2 separate regions of the Zea mays genome follow, and region 1 is linked to region 2. A link is a contact called in public Hi-C data. All regions are on one chromosome and are shown on one strand. The core of a region is the stretch at or near the end of the contact, and the rest is flanking DNA. Distances in the headings are between cores, read along the strand shown. Region 1 holds the start of LOC100382581. Region 2 overlaps LOC103647932 (AAA-type ATPase family protein).

The links. A called contact is a pair of places that touch in the nucleus more often than the background predicts.
Region 1: a Hi-C map of tassel shows a contact between it and region 2, with 4 times the contacts expected there. The contact joins the promoter of LOC100382581 here to the enhancer-like site in region 2. A contact is called at or near these places in 3 of 25 Hi-C or Micro-C datasets (ear, leaf and tassel).

Annotation. Positions count from the first base shown.
Region 1 is chr2:223,226,745-223,233,623 of Zm-B73-REFERENCE-NAM-5.0, reverse strand. It overlaps LOC100382581, which reads right to left and starts at 2,546. Exons shown (of 5, transcript NM_001357830.1): 1 at 1,692-2,546; 2 at 791-1,137; 3 at 125-306; 4 at 1-21. The coding sequence starts at 2,319.
Region 2 is chr2:223,163,544-223,169,949 of Zm-B73-REFERENCE-NAM-5.0, reverse strand. It overlaps LOC103647932 (AAA-type ATPase family protein), which reads right to left. Exons shown (of 28, transcript XM_008672429.4): 25 at 6,226-6,364; 26 at 6,087-6,146; 27 at 5,820-5,924; 28 at 5,369-5,745. The coding sequence ends at 5,632. Among protein-coding and RNA genes, the nearest start is that of LOC103647932, 19 kb to the right of the region's middle. Within about 2 kb of position 4,494, at least 6 of the 20 cell types and tissues checked have an H3K27ac peak or open chromatin away from gene starts, as enhancers often do. A contact at or near this core is called in tassel, where this site is marked.

The DNA.
Region 1 (6,879 bases), core at 1,297-3,796, 66 kb before region 2:
CTCCAATTGCCAACACCATACCTACACGTGAAACAAACAGAACAGGAACATACAGCAACAGCAATAATAATAATAACTGACATGTCAAACGATAACAACTGAACATCAAGACAAGGTAACATACTCTTCAACACCCTTTCTTAAGGTTTCTTCTTCGAACAAGCTCCACCTCCTTGTCTTTCTCCGCTTAGTGTTTTTGTTTCCAGGCGGTGGCAAAGGAGAAGGTGGTAGTCTCCTTGGGCTAGGCAAGCGCGGTCTCGGTGGTGATGGTGGTTCCGAACCATCAAGACCATGTGACTCCTCCCACTGCAAACAAACGTTTTATTTTTGAGAAACACGACCATAAACAATTTAAGTTAGATTTTGCGGTTATGATACCGAGCTATCCTATAAGCTACCTACCTAGAACGGTATGAGGCGCCTTGATTGAGCTCAAATTAGACTACAGTAAGTAGAGCATTCATAATTCCAAGTCCTAATTTCAGTAGCTAACTTACTAAAGTGAAACAAATCCTACAGCTATTAGACATGTCATACCGATTTTGCAGAGCAGGAGCAATGTAGAGAATAATTCATACTAAAAACTCAATCAACAGAATAATACAAAAATGTACACACCCAATGTTTAATGCAAAATATTGACATGATATAGGTGCTGATATCATTTTCAATCGCAATGGAAACAATCGCTAGCTATTACAAGCACAAACTCAATCTAAAAAGACAAAGCAAGTTCAGCATGGACAATGTTCAAAAACAAAGAAAAATATTTTTAAAAATAAATGCAAACCTGAGAGGTTCGTGCTGTTGCGTTTCGCTCCATAAGGCTGTGAGGTTTGCCTATACCTGGACCGTTGTCTTTGTCATTATGAATACTCGGACCTGCAGCGCCACAAGTTGTTGGCTGACCTCCTACTTCAGCATTCAAGCTAACTCTTTTTTCCATCCTCGCAGCCAATAACTCATCTGCAACTGCCTTTGCAGCTGGAAGGGGATCCTCCACAATGCTGTGGAGGTCAGCACAGCTTGCTTTGAGCGCATTCATAACCTTCTCAACAGCTGGTGTTGAAATTGGATTTGTGCTGCAGGTAGATTTTTCAAGTTTGTCGAGAATCTCGCGCGTTTTTTCTTCCCCAGCTGTAAGTTTCATATCATATAATCAATTATAGGCTACGAAGTCCACGACCTTGCGGACACCAGAATCATAGCAAATTAGAAAACATAAAACATCTAGCAGCTAACAATGCACGTAAAGACCTAGAGCTGTCCCAAAGAGATGAAACTCAAAATGCTCTACAAGGATGCATAGAATTGCAAAATCAATAAGAAGCATAGATGCAGGCATACAAGAGGATCCTAAACTAACTGAAAGCATCATCAAAGATATGAACCTATTAAAATATTGCAGTGGCGCCATCAAAAGTATTCACAAGATTGAAAACATGTAGTTTGATATAAGATAAACAAGAAAGTAGAAGCAGCAAAATTAGCAAGGATGGAGTACACTCAAATTATAAGGTCTGTTTGGGATAGCTTCAACCCATGGTTGCTTCATAGAGGCCAAGATGAAATAAGACCTCTAAATTCCTTCTCATTTTTACTATATCACAAAAATACAGAAAAGACTCACTACACACTAGTTTCTTGATCACAATGCTGCTGCAAAATCCACCCAAAAAACGAGTCATCACCCAAGATGCGCAAGTTGGCACGCATGGCCTCATCTGCGGCAGCCCATGTCTCGACGGCCCCATCCCCGACGATCCGCATAGCCAACGCCTCGAGCCTCGACGGGCCAATCGCGGCCCATTCAGCGGCGAGGAGCTCCTGGACCCGCTCCTCCACGGCGGCCCGGTTGCCCCACAGGCCCCTGAGAATGGTCTGAGAAGAGGACTTCCCGACGGCAGCCTCGAACTGGTCCACTGTGACGATGGCATCGTCGGATGCGAGCGCGGGGGAACCTCCGCCGTGGACCGCTTGGCGCGCGCGGCCGTCGGGGCGCGCGAAGAGAGCCCTGGCGACGGCGTCGAAGTCGGGCGCGGAGGCCGCGAGGAATGCCGCGACGGCGATGTGGGCGGCTGCGATGGGGGAGGCGCAGGGCGGGAGCGAGGCCAGGAGGTGGAGGGTTTCGAGAGAGGATTCGGAGACGGGGTCGGCGGCGAGGCGGCGGAGAAGGACCCCGCGGCGGAGGCGCGGGGTCGGATCGGAGGGAGAGGGGAGACCGGCGATTAACGCGATGGCGGCTGCGGTGGGGATCGAGGGGTCGCCCAGGACGTGGTCCAGGATGAGGGTCACGTACGCCGGCGTCAGCCGCCGCATTTTGTGGTGCGCTTCGTGCGGACTGGAGAAGCGGCGGCGGGCTCAGTTCAGGGTTTTTGGGCCATGGGGTTCGGCGAGGACGGAGGAGCTGAAGGCGAGAGGGCTGGTGCTCGAGACTCGAGAGTGGTAGTGGTAGGTAGGGCTTGTCTCGCAGGGGAGAAATTTGACATTATGAAACTCGACGGATGCACGTAATGGAGGTCTAGGAGAGGGTTTCTCCCTTATGAAATAGCTGGGCATAGCCAACACTCTAAGGCTGGTGCCAATGCAGGCTATAGTGAGGGCAATAGCGTCCAGCAGGAGGCGAGAGCGGGGCTGGAGGCGGGCGAGAGCGACCCAGCGGGCGCTACTGCCACCGCCCGGTAAGAGCGGGCGATATCGCCCCGCTCTCGCCTGCACTGGAGCGCGCGCCGGGCGAGAGGGAGGCGATAGGCAGGCGAGAGCGGGGCGACGCGTTGGCGATGGCGTCTTCGCGGGCGAGAGCGAGGGGCGACAGTGAGGTGGCGACTTCTGATTGGTCCACGTGTGCTAGCCGTTGCAACTAACCGTTTTTGACCGTTTGGAGTACAAAAAATTCGAAAAAAATTGCAAAAAATCACAAATTTCATCCCCAATCCATCTATATATACCCCTACCCGGGTGGAGCTCATTCCACACACCATTCCATCTTATTTTTCTCTTCCAAACTCCCCTTTCTTCACACAATGTCGGGTTGGTCCCCAGATTTGAACACCTTCACGGATCTCTTGCAGTCCGATGGGTCACCTACAACCCTTCCGTTAGATGAGTCTTCTTCACTACATCGTCGCTCCGATGTTTCAGCCTCACTCCCCCGTGCACTATTTCCGGCTGCGCGTCCACCACCATACCCTTATCCCTATCATTTATATCAATATCCACCGTCTTCATATGGCCAACCTCCAACTTCCCAAGCCAGAATTCAAGCCTCATTCCCGGTACGTCCGTATGCCCCTCCCCCACCTGCTGCGGACGAAAGTCAAGCTTCTTTCCAGATACCTCCATACGCCCCTCCTCCATATGCTCCACCTCCGTATGGAGTACCTCCTTATGCTCCATATGCTCCACCTCCGTATGGAGCACCTCATCCATATGCTCCACCTACGTATGGAGCGGCAACATATAACTCCACCTCCGACCCTATCCGTCATCGAACCGCCAAGCAACTTAAAGATCATTGGGTCACCTACAACCGGGAGGTGACCAAGTTCAATGGATTCTACCTCCAAGAAGAAAGGTTGCGTCAGAGCGGAGCTGACGATGCAATGGTCATGGATGCAGCAATGGCGAGGTTCGAGGGTAAAATGGGGCATCCATTTAAGCGCCATCATTGGTGGCAAGTTGTTCGCTACGAGCCCAAGTGGTCAGCAAAGCATGGTCTTGGTAGTGGATCTGATTCGACTGCGAATAAGAGAACCCGACTCGGAGTCTCTGGTGAATATAGTTCTGGAGGCACTGAAGACACCGAGGAGGAAGTGCCCCGACCAGTGGGGCGTGATAGGGCAAAGGCGGATGCGCGAAAGACAAAGACGAAGGGGAAAGGGAAGGAAGCCACGAGCAGCGAATCAACAAGTGAAGCATTCAAAATGAAGAACTTGTGGGGTGGATTAGTGAAGGCCAAGCTTTTGAAGCAATGGAACATCCTAAAGGGCCGATCAACCAGAGATATGGACCCGGCTGAAAGACGTACCCATGGCAGGGCCGTAAAGATGGTCGAAAAAGAACTTGGTCTGCTAGATGACGAAGAAGAGGAACCGGAAGCGGAACGTGAAGAGGAGGAAGATGAGGATGAGATCGAGGAGTCCGATTAGAGTTATGTAATTTTATTTTAATTATCATGTCATTTTATTTTAATTATTATGTACTTTGTAATTTTTAATTCAATAAAAAATATTATGTTGTGTGTTTTCTGAGCGTTGAAATAAATCCGCGTGAATTACTTAATTCTGAAATAGAAAAGCTGACGTGGCTATAGCCTGAGGCTGTAGCCTGCTGCAGCCTGTGCACTGGAGCAGCAGGGGCGAGAGTGGAGGCGAGAGCTGACGTGGCAGGGGCGAGAGGGAGGCTGTGCACTGGACTCAGCCTAAAATTGATATGCCTTTTCCATTATCAGGTTCAGAGCAGTATTAGTCTCGTTGACACCGGGTTCCGTCCCCTGCGCCGTCGCCGTGAGTTGTCCTCCATCGCTAGTTGTCCTCCATCGCCGTCGCGTCCTCCATCGTCGTCTTGTTCTCCCTCGCGAGATCTCCTCCATAAGCCGGGCGCAGCAGCCTCCGACCAAGAGCCACCGATTGAAGGGCGCCGCTGCCGCCTGTCCGACCGAGCTAGAATCCCTGCAGCCTCCGACCCAGAGCCGCCAAATGAAGGTCCCCGCTTCTTCCCCACATGCGCACCCGTGAGTTTGTCTCTGATGTTCTTGATTCATTCAACTTCTCTCCCCCCCATTCGTGTCTCCTCCCCCAACTAGATCTAGCTCGGTTTCTGTGTGCAGTGGATCGACCATGGAGGATTTAGAGCTGTTCAATGATGCAGACATAGGCATATCTGAAAATCCAGGTAGATATTTGTGCCTTGCTGTGGTATGAATCGTGCACATGTAACCTTTAATTTTGTAAATTATTGGTTGAATTAATGGCAGGTCCCGTGATGTCTTCACCACCGCCTTGTTCAAGTTCCTTACCGCTAGTTGCATTAGGTGCAAATAATGTTAATGAGGTTAGTTGTGCTTCATTTATGTAAAATATAGTGAGGTTAGGATTATATGTGACTTCACTTAGTAGAGACTTGTCATCCAGGAAAATGAAAAGATACAAGACAAATCGAGGTTAGATTGGGAATCTATGGTACTATGTGATTTTTGGGAGGAGGAAGGGAGACGTGATGTTGCAAGTGAGATGGAGATGTATTGTAATCTAGGACTCAATGAGGGGGAAACGACAGAGGAAAATGCAAGAGATGAAGCCGTCAATGAGGGGGAAAAGGCACAGGAAAATACAAGTAATTTGGATCGATCGGAGCCTATTAATTTTGGAGACAATACTATAGACCAATCATTGGTGACCGTTCTTTTTGGCCGAAGGTGGATATTGCAAATGAAGTATTTGCGCCAATGGCGAAAAGAGGGGTTGGGCGACAAAGGAAAAACAAAATAAAGAGTTGTCTAGAGGGTGGTAGTGCTAAAAAATGAAAGGGCGTGGAAAATGCTCAAGGCACAACAAAGATAAAAAGACAGTACACTTGCCCAAACTGTGGTCAACTAGGTCATCGGAAAACCAGTTATAAGTGCCCTTTAAATGGAACAAAGAAAAGGTTATAATTGTATTAGTAATTGTTTTTTTATTTCATTGTCCATTAGTACTTGTTAGTAATTGTTTTGTTGCTTTGTAGGAAGAGGAAGCCAAGAAAGAATACGACGAAAAATTGGATCCCGAAAGAGTTACAGACTTCTACATCTCAAACTAGTGCTCCTAACGAAGAAACAACTATTGTACCTCAAACTGTGGATGCAGAAACAGTTGTAATAGACCATGGTAGCCATGAAAACGTCAGTACTGATGCAGCACTAGTCCGTGTGGAAACTCCTCCTACTTCTCCGCCAAGGAGTGTCAAGTGGCTTGTTAAGAAAATTACTCCGAGGAAAAACTTGAAGCGTGCTGCGACAAGGGAATAGAACTACAGATGGTCCAAGAAACTTGAAGCGTGCTACGACAAGGAAACAAGTTCCTTTCTGTCCCAGAGACCTTAAGCGTGCTGTCTCTTTGTGCTCAGAAACATGTGTATGTGCCCAGAAACCTGTTTATGTGCCTAGAAACATGTGTATGTGCCCAGAAACAGAATTGTGTATGTGTATGTGCTCCCAGAAACACAATTAGTGCCCAGAATTGTGTATGTGCTCCCAGAAACAGAATTAGTGCCCAGAATTCCAGAAACAGAATCCCAGAAACAGAATTAGTGCCCAGTTATTTGTGTATGTGTATGTGAGTGCCCAGTTATCCCAGTTATCCCAGAAATAGTGCCCAGTTATCCCAGAAATAGAAATGATGTGTGTGCCCAGTTTGTGCCCAGAAATGTGTCGCGTTCTCCTAGAAACAGAATGTCCTGACTGGGCATAGAAATAATGTGAACACTGGCTAACTGGGCATAGAAACAGAATGTACTGCTGAAAATCTAGGCATAGATAGAAACAGAATGTACTGCTGAAAATAATGTGAACCAAATACAACTATCAACTGTCTCAGAATGTCTTGACTGGGCATAGAAACAGAATGTACTGCTAAAAATCTGGGCATAGAAATGTCTTGACATCACAGAACATGAACACAAATTCTGTTACAACCACATAGAGAGTCTTACATAAACACAACCACCTCACAGATTACAAGTTCATAACATTATGTCTTGACACAAACAGAATGTCTTGACATCACAAAAGTCTGCATACTAATATTCTTGACAACTCAAATAGTACGATCAAACATCTGGTCATAGTCGTAGCCCATAATACGACAATGCTCGGCCAAAGAGACATCCACTTTATTCTCC
Region 2 (6,406 bases), core at 3,245-5,744:
GAATGGAGGTGGTTGGGGTTGTATTTATATCCACCAACCACTTCCTAGCCGTTGCACCTTTCTGCTGAGCGCGGACGGTCCGCGAGCCAGGTCCGGACGGTCCGCCCCTGTAGATCAACGGCTGAAAATGCAACGGTCAGCAGTAACGGCTATATCAACGGCTATATTGCATTTAATGCGTCGTCAGATGTCAGACAGAGCCAGTCGCGGACGGTCCGGTCGTGCACCCCGGACGGTCCGCGAGGCCCCCTATAATTCATTTCTCCGAACCCGTCACCTTCGGGTTTTTCGGTTTCTTACCGACCGGACGGTCCGCGCCTGAGGCCGGACGGTCCGCGCGAGGGCTCGGACGGTCTTTGCTTTTCCTCCGGACAGTCTGTAGTGGAAACTTGTGTTTTTGCATTGGTTCTGTCCGAGGGTCATTCTTTTGTCACGGACGGTCCGCGCTTGGCCTGTTTTTCCAAAAAGCTTCTCCTGTCCGGAATAATCTACGGTATTCCGGACAGTCGAATTAGTATAGTTGTAGATGAACCTTTGGCACCTGTAGAACATATAATCTAGAGCAAACTAGTTAGTCCAAGTGTTTGTGTTGGGCGATTCAACCACCAAAATAAATTAGGGACTATGTGTAAGCCTAATTCCCTTTCACCGCACCACCACCAATTTCTAAAATTTAGCTTTTCAAAGAGTATTTTCAAATTGGTATCTCTTCATGTTCTCCAGGGGGAGAGAGTAATTTTCAAAATTAATATCAAAACCCTCTTGAACACTAAGAGGAGGATTTCATTAAGGGGGAGTTTTGGTTTAATCAAAGGAAAAGCATCTGAAACAGGGGGAGAAAATTTCAAATCTTGAAAATGCTTTGCAAAAATCTTATTCATTCACCTTTGACTATTTGCAAAAGAACTTTGAAAAGGATTTACAGAAGAATTTGCAAAAACAAAACATGTGGTGCAAGCGTGGTCCAAAATGTTAATAACAAGAAACAATCCATGCATATCTTGTAAGTATTTATATTGGCTCAAATTCCAAGCAATCTTTGCACTACATTATGCAAACTAGTTCAATTATGCATTTCTATACTTGCTTTGGTTTGTGTTGGCATCAATCACCAAAAAGGGGGAGATTGAAAGGGAATTAGGCTTACACCTATTTTCCTAATTAATTTTGGTGGTTGAATTGCCCAACACAAATAATTGGATTAACTAGTTTGCTCTAGTGTATAAGTTATACAGGTACCAAAGGTTCATACTTAGCCAATAAAAGACCAAGTATTGGGTTCAACAAAAGAGCAAAGGGGCAACCGAAGGCACCTCGGGTCTGGCGCACCGGACTGTCCGGTGTGCCACCGGACAGTGTCCGGTGCACCAGAGGACTCCAACTCAAACTCGTCACCTTCGGGAAAATCCAGAGGCGACTCCGCTATAATTCACCGGACTGTTCGGTGTACACCGGACAGTGTCCGGTGCTCCAAGGAAGAGCGGCCTCAGGAACTCGCCAGCTTCAGGAATTCACAACGGCTAGTCCGCTATAATTCACCGGACATGTCCGGTGTACACCGGACTGTCCGGTGTGCCATCGAAGCAACGGCTAATTCGGCGCCAACGGCTACCTGCAGCGCATTAAATGCGCGCTAGCGCGCACAGAAGTCAGGCGTGCCCATACTGGCGCACCAGACACTCTATAGTACATGTCCGGTGCGCCACCGGACATCCAGGCGGGCCCAGAAGTCAGAGCTCCAACGGTCGAACCCCAACGGCTTTGGTGACGTGGCTGGCGCACCGGACTGTCTGGTGTGCACCGGACTGTCCGGTGCACCATATGACAGTCAGCCCCACCAAACGACTAGTTTGGTGGTTGGGGCTATAAATACCCCCAACCACCCACCATTCATTGCATCCAAGTTTTCACACTTCCAACCATTTACAAGAGCTAGGCATTCAATTCTAGACACACTCAAGAGATCAAATCCTCTCCCAAATTCCACACAAAGCTTTAGTGACTAGTGAGAGAGATTTGCTTGTGTTCTTTCGAGCTCTTGTGCTTGGATTGCTTTCTTCTTTCTTGATTCTTTCATTGCGATCAATTCACTTGTAATTGAGGCAAGAGACACCAATCTTGTGGTGGTCCTTGTAGGAACTGTGTTCCAAGTGATTGAGAAGAGAAAGCTCACTCGGTCCGAGGGACCGTTTGAGAGAGGGAAAGGGTTGAAAGAGACCCGGTCTTTGTGACCACCTCAACGGGGAGTAGGTTTGCAAGAACCGAACCTCGGTAAAACAAATCCGCGTGTCACACCTCTTATTTGCTTGCGATTTGTTTTGCACCCTCTCTCGCGGACTCAATTATATTTCTAACGCTAACCCGGCTTGTAGTTGTGATTATTTTTGAGAATTTCAGTTTCGCCCTATTCACCCCCCCCTCTAGGCGACTATCAGCTATAAATACCCCCCAATCACCACACTCCAAGTCATCCAAGTTTTCAGCCATTGCATTCAATACAAGAGCCCTAGACTTCACTCTAAGACACAAACAAAAAGATCAAATCCTCTCCCAAGTTCGAAATCACTCCAAACAAATTAGTGACTAGTGAGAGAGACATTTGTGTTCATTTGAGTTCTTGTCGCTTGGATCGCTTTTCTTCTTCCCTATTCTTGTTCCCAAGACATTTGTAATCAAAGCAAGAGACATCAATTGTGCGGTGGTCCTTGTGGGGACTAAGTGTCCTAATTGATTGAGGAGAAAAGCTCACTCGGTCTAGGTGACCGTTTGAGAGAAGGAAAGGGTTGAAAGAGACCCGGTCTTTGTGACCACCTCAACGGGGAGTAGGTTTGCAAGAACCGAACCTCAGTAAAAACAAATCACCGTGTCATTCGTTATATTTCTTGTGATTTGTTTTCGCTCTCTCTTTCGGACTCGCTTTTATTTCTAACGCTAACCCCGGCTTGTAAATTGTGCTTAAAGTTTATAAATTTCAGATTTACCTATTCACCCCCCTTTAGGCGACTTTCAGTATGTCCGGACCGTCCGCACATAAGCGCGGACCGTCCAGGCCAGCGGCGGCCGGCTCTGTTTTTAGAAATGGATTAAACTGTAAACAATATTGATATTGTAGTTTTTACAAAGGAAAATTTGTGGTAGAAAGTAGAACAAGCGTAGTTCTGTAATCTAATTAGACAGAGAAGACTGTTCAGATGTTGAAATACGTAAATCTGAAGATCTATAAAGTAGGCACGTGGCAGTAAATAGCATATAAGTGTGAGCATATAAATCTTGAGGATATTCATGTGAGAGATTAATATGAGAGATATAATAGGTATATTTGGTAGATGAAAAAAGCACACAGTTTGCTCGTAAGTTTTAAAAATCATCAAACGTTGAAGAAAAATAAAGAATGTAAACATTACAGTAACATAGCAAGGAAGGAGTTGTTGTTAAGTTCACCTTGAAGCAGTAATTCAGCGTGCTGGAGCCCAGCCCGGAGGTGCTCGCGCGAGGAGGGAGGCGGAGCCGGAGGCGGAGGCACCACGTCGAGAAGCTATTGATCGCAAGAGGCCTGCTCCTCGCTATGGAGGCCACAATGAACGTCATTGATTCACGATCCGACGTGGATATCGCCTTCATCGCCGTTTTGAACAGGTTTCAAATATAGAAAAAATCAGAATAGATTAGTATTGCAGAGAAAAAGATAATATTACTTTTCATCAGTACTCAGTCAACATTTATTCGTCAACTACAATTCACATACAGATCAGTGATGGTTCGAATAACATGTTACAATATTTACTGCACGACATCTAACCAACCACGAAAACTCAACAACGGATTAAGGAGTGCAGATAATGAATTCAAACAGGGTGCGCTAAATGCGAGGAGGATTTAAGAGAAATAAATGGCTTGGTAGACCATTTAACCTGTTAGAAAGAAACCGATAAAAATTGATTTATTTGTTGGCAAATTCATGATGTAGTCAGATATAGAGTACTGTCTGTTCTATGCTCGGATGACTTTGCAGCTATCTCTCTCCAATATGGCACTGCAGACATATAAAGTTTGTTGTTTTGGTACTATATCGTTGTTGATGGCTTTCTTTATGATTAAGCTCGACGAACTGGCCTTCTTGCCCCTACGCTGCCCCGTGGGCTCGTGTTTTTCAGCTCCTCCATAGCTGACGAACAGAGAACAAATCTCATACTCCTCTTCGATACTCCACATGTCCAAGAGCTTGGTCCAATCCAACAAAAAACAAGCAGATGACACAGAATCACAAGCATAATATATGAATCAAATTTAATGATACTGTGAAACTGATGAACCAATTTTCATAATGAATCGGTCAAACAGAGGCGGAGACATGGAATTGAAATGGAGGAGCACAGGAAGAGAAGGGGAGTACGGTCCGGCACGACAACACTTGCTCGCCGCCGCGTCGAACGTCCGTCTTCCCTAGTACAAGTCACACCCTACGCCATCCACGACCGCGAGATCTTCAGCATCGACGCCGGCCGGGCCCGCACAGCCATCACAACGAGGGGAGTTAGAGTTCTTTATTTCTCAGCCGAGGATGTGGCGGAGGTGGTGGAGCGAGTGGAGAAGCCTGCAAGCAGCGGCGAGGCAGTGAGCGATGACGAGAAGCGAGCAAGACGTCAGTTTGGTGGCAGGCCGAAGGAGTAGGAGAGCAAGCCGCAACGTGAGAGAAGACACGGTGGCAAATGATGCGAGGAGGGCGAGGATGTACAACACAACGCGACGCCGGTGATCTGTGCGAGTGAAAATGCGAGGGCGAGGACCGAGGACACCATGGGAGTAGCCGTTTTAAACCAGGTTTCGTATACAGGAAATACGTTACGTTGTTGACACTTGCGTGGCTGCGTGTGAGTAGAGATGACAACGAGGACCTGATTCCCGATGGAAAGGGGGGATAAAGAAGTTTTTCCCGCACAGGAATGTAAACGAAAAAAATTCTCCTCCGACGGATAAACGGGGACAGAGATGGGAAAACATTCCTCATCCCTGTTCTCCGCGGTGATCTGTTAAACTTACATGAATGATGTTTTCATATAATAGTTAATGATAAAAATAAATAATTACCTTTTTAAGAGATCACCCTGTACAAATGTACTCATTTTAATGTATATATAAAGATTTTTACATAATGTGTATAAGTAACAATGTTTTATATTAATAACAAATCAAGTACTATCTAATTATAATTGGAATTCCGATAGGATTTATCCCCACGAATAACGAAGATGGAAAAGAAATGGCCACCACAAGCGTTCGTAGGACCTGTGGAGAATTTCCTCTTTGCCATACCTAGTGCAGAGGGAAGGGTAAAACCTTCTCTGTCACGCACACACCCACACAAACATTACCATATCATCCAGACTATTAAATAAATCCAAATGAATCTCCGTCGAGACCTTTCACAGACTATACCAGGACGCAAGATCCAACGGACTGAAATAAATTAATAACTAATCAGAAGCTCAGGCTACACTAGATGCAGACACAAGCTGATATGATTATAGAAACGAAACCCGACATGAATAAATGTTTCCAGCAAAATTAACTGGAAACACACCTATACAAAGGCTGCTTCTGTATGTACAAATCATCTAAAAAAACGTTAGGCTACATAAAGTAGCTCAACGGTGTCTTGTGCCTCGACCCGCCTTCTCCGTAGAGGTCGTTCCATTGAACGAGCTCATTCATATTTTTTGAATCCGATGATATACTCGCACAAACCTAAACACAAGGCCATTAAATTCAGGAGCAGAGATTACAAGACAAAATAATGCAAGTGACCGTAGCATTTTTACCTGCTCATGTGCGTGCTTGAAATCACTAAACTTTAGGGAGCGAACGTCGCCGCTACAGCACTGAGGTGGGGCTGGCCTATTTTCTGCTTCAGCTAAGGTTCTCTCCTGCATTGCATCAAACCAAACCAAATAGGCAACAAAAAAAAATGTAAGCCACACGTCAATGCTTCTAGCATAGAAAATCTCAACAGTATTACATTAGCTTATAACAATGTCGTAAGGCAGCAAGAAAACAGATAGGGAAGTGTTCCAAGAATATCAGCTGACCTTCTTCTCTCTTTCAAGAATTTCCCTTATGGGACGATGTGCTGCAGTTATACACAGGTTCTGCAAAAATAGGTGTCGCCAACAACACAAAGAAGCGAGGAAATAGGATAAGAAAGAAATATCTTAATAGAATACCTACCTTCAGATCACTGCCTGAATACCCATCTGTCAGGTTTGCTAACGCCTCCAGATCTACATCATCTGCCAAATCTTCTTTTGCTAGTATCACGCTAAGAATCTTCTTTCTGTTGGGTGCATCTGGCAAGTTAACCATCAACCTGAAGAGAAGTTGTGGCCGGGTTATTTATAACCATGTCACA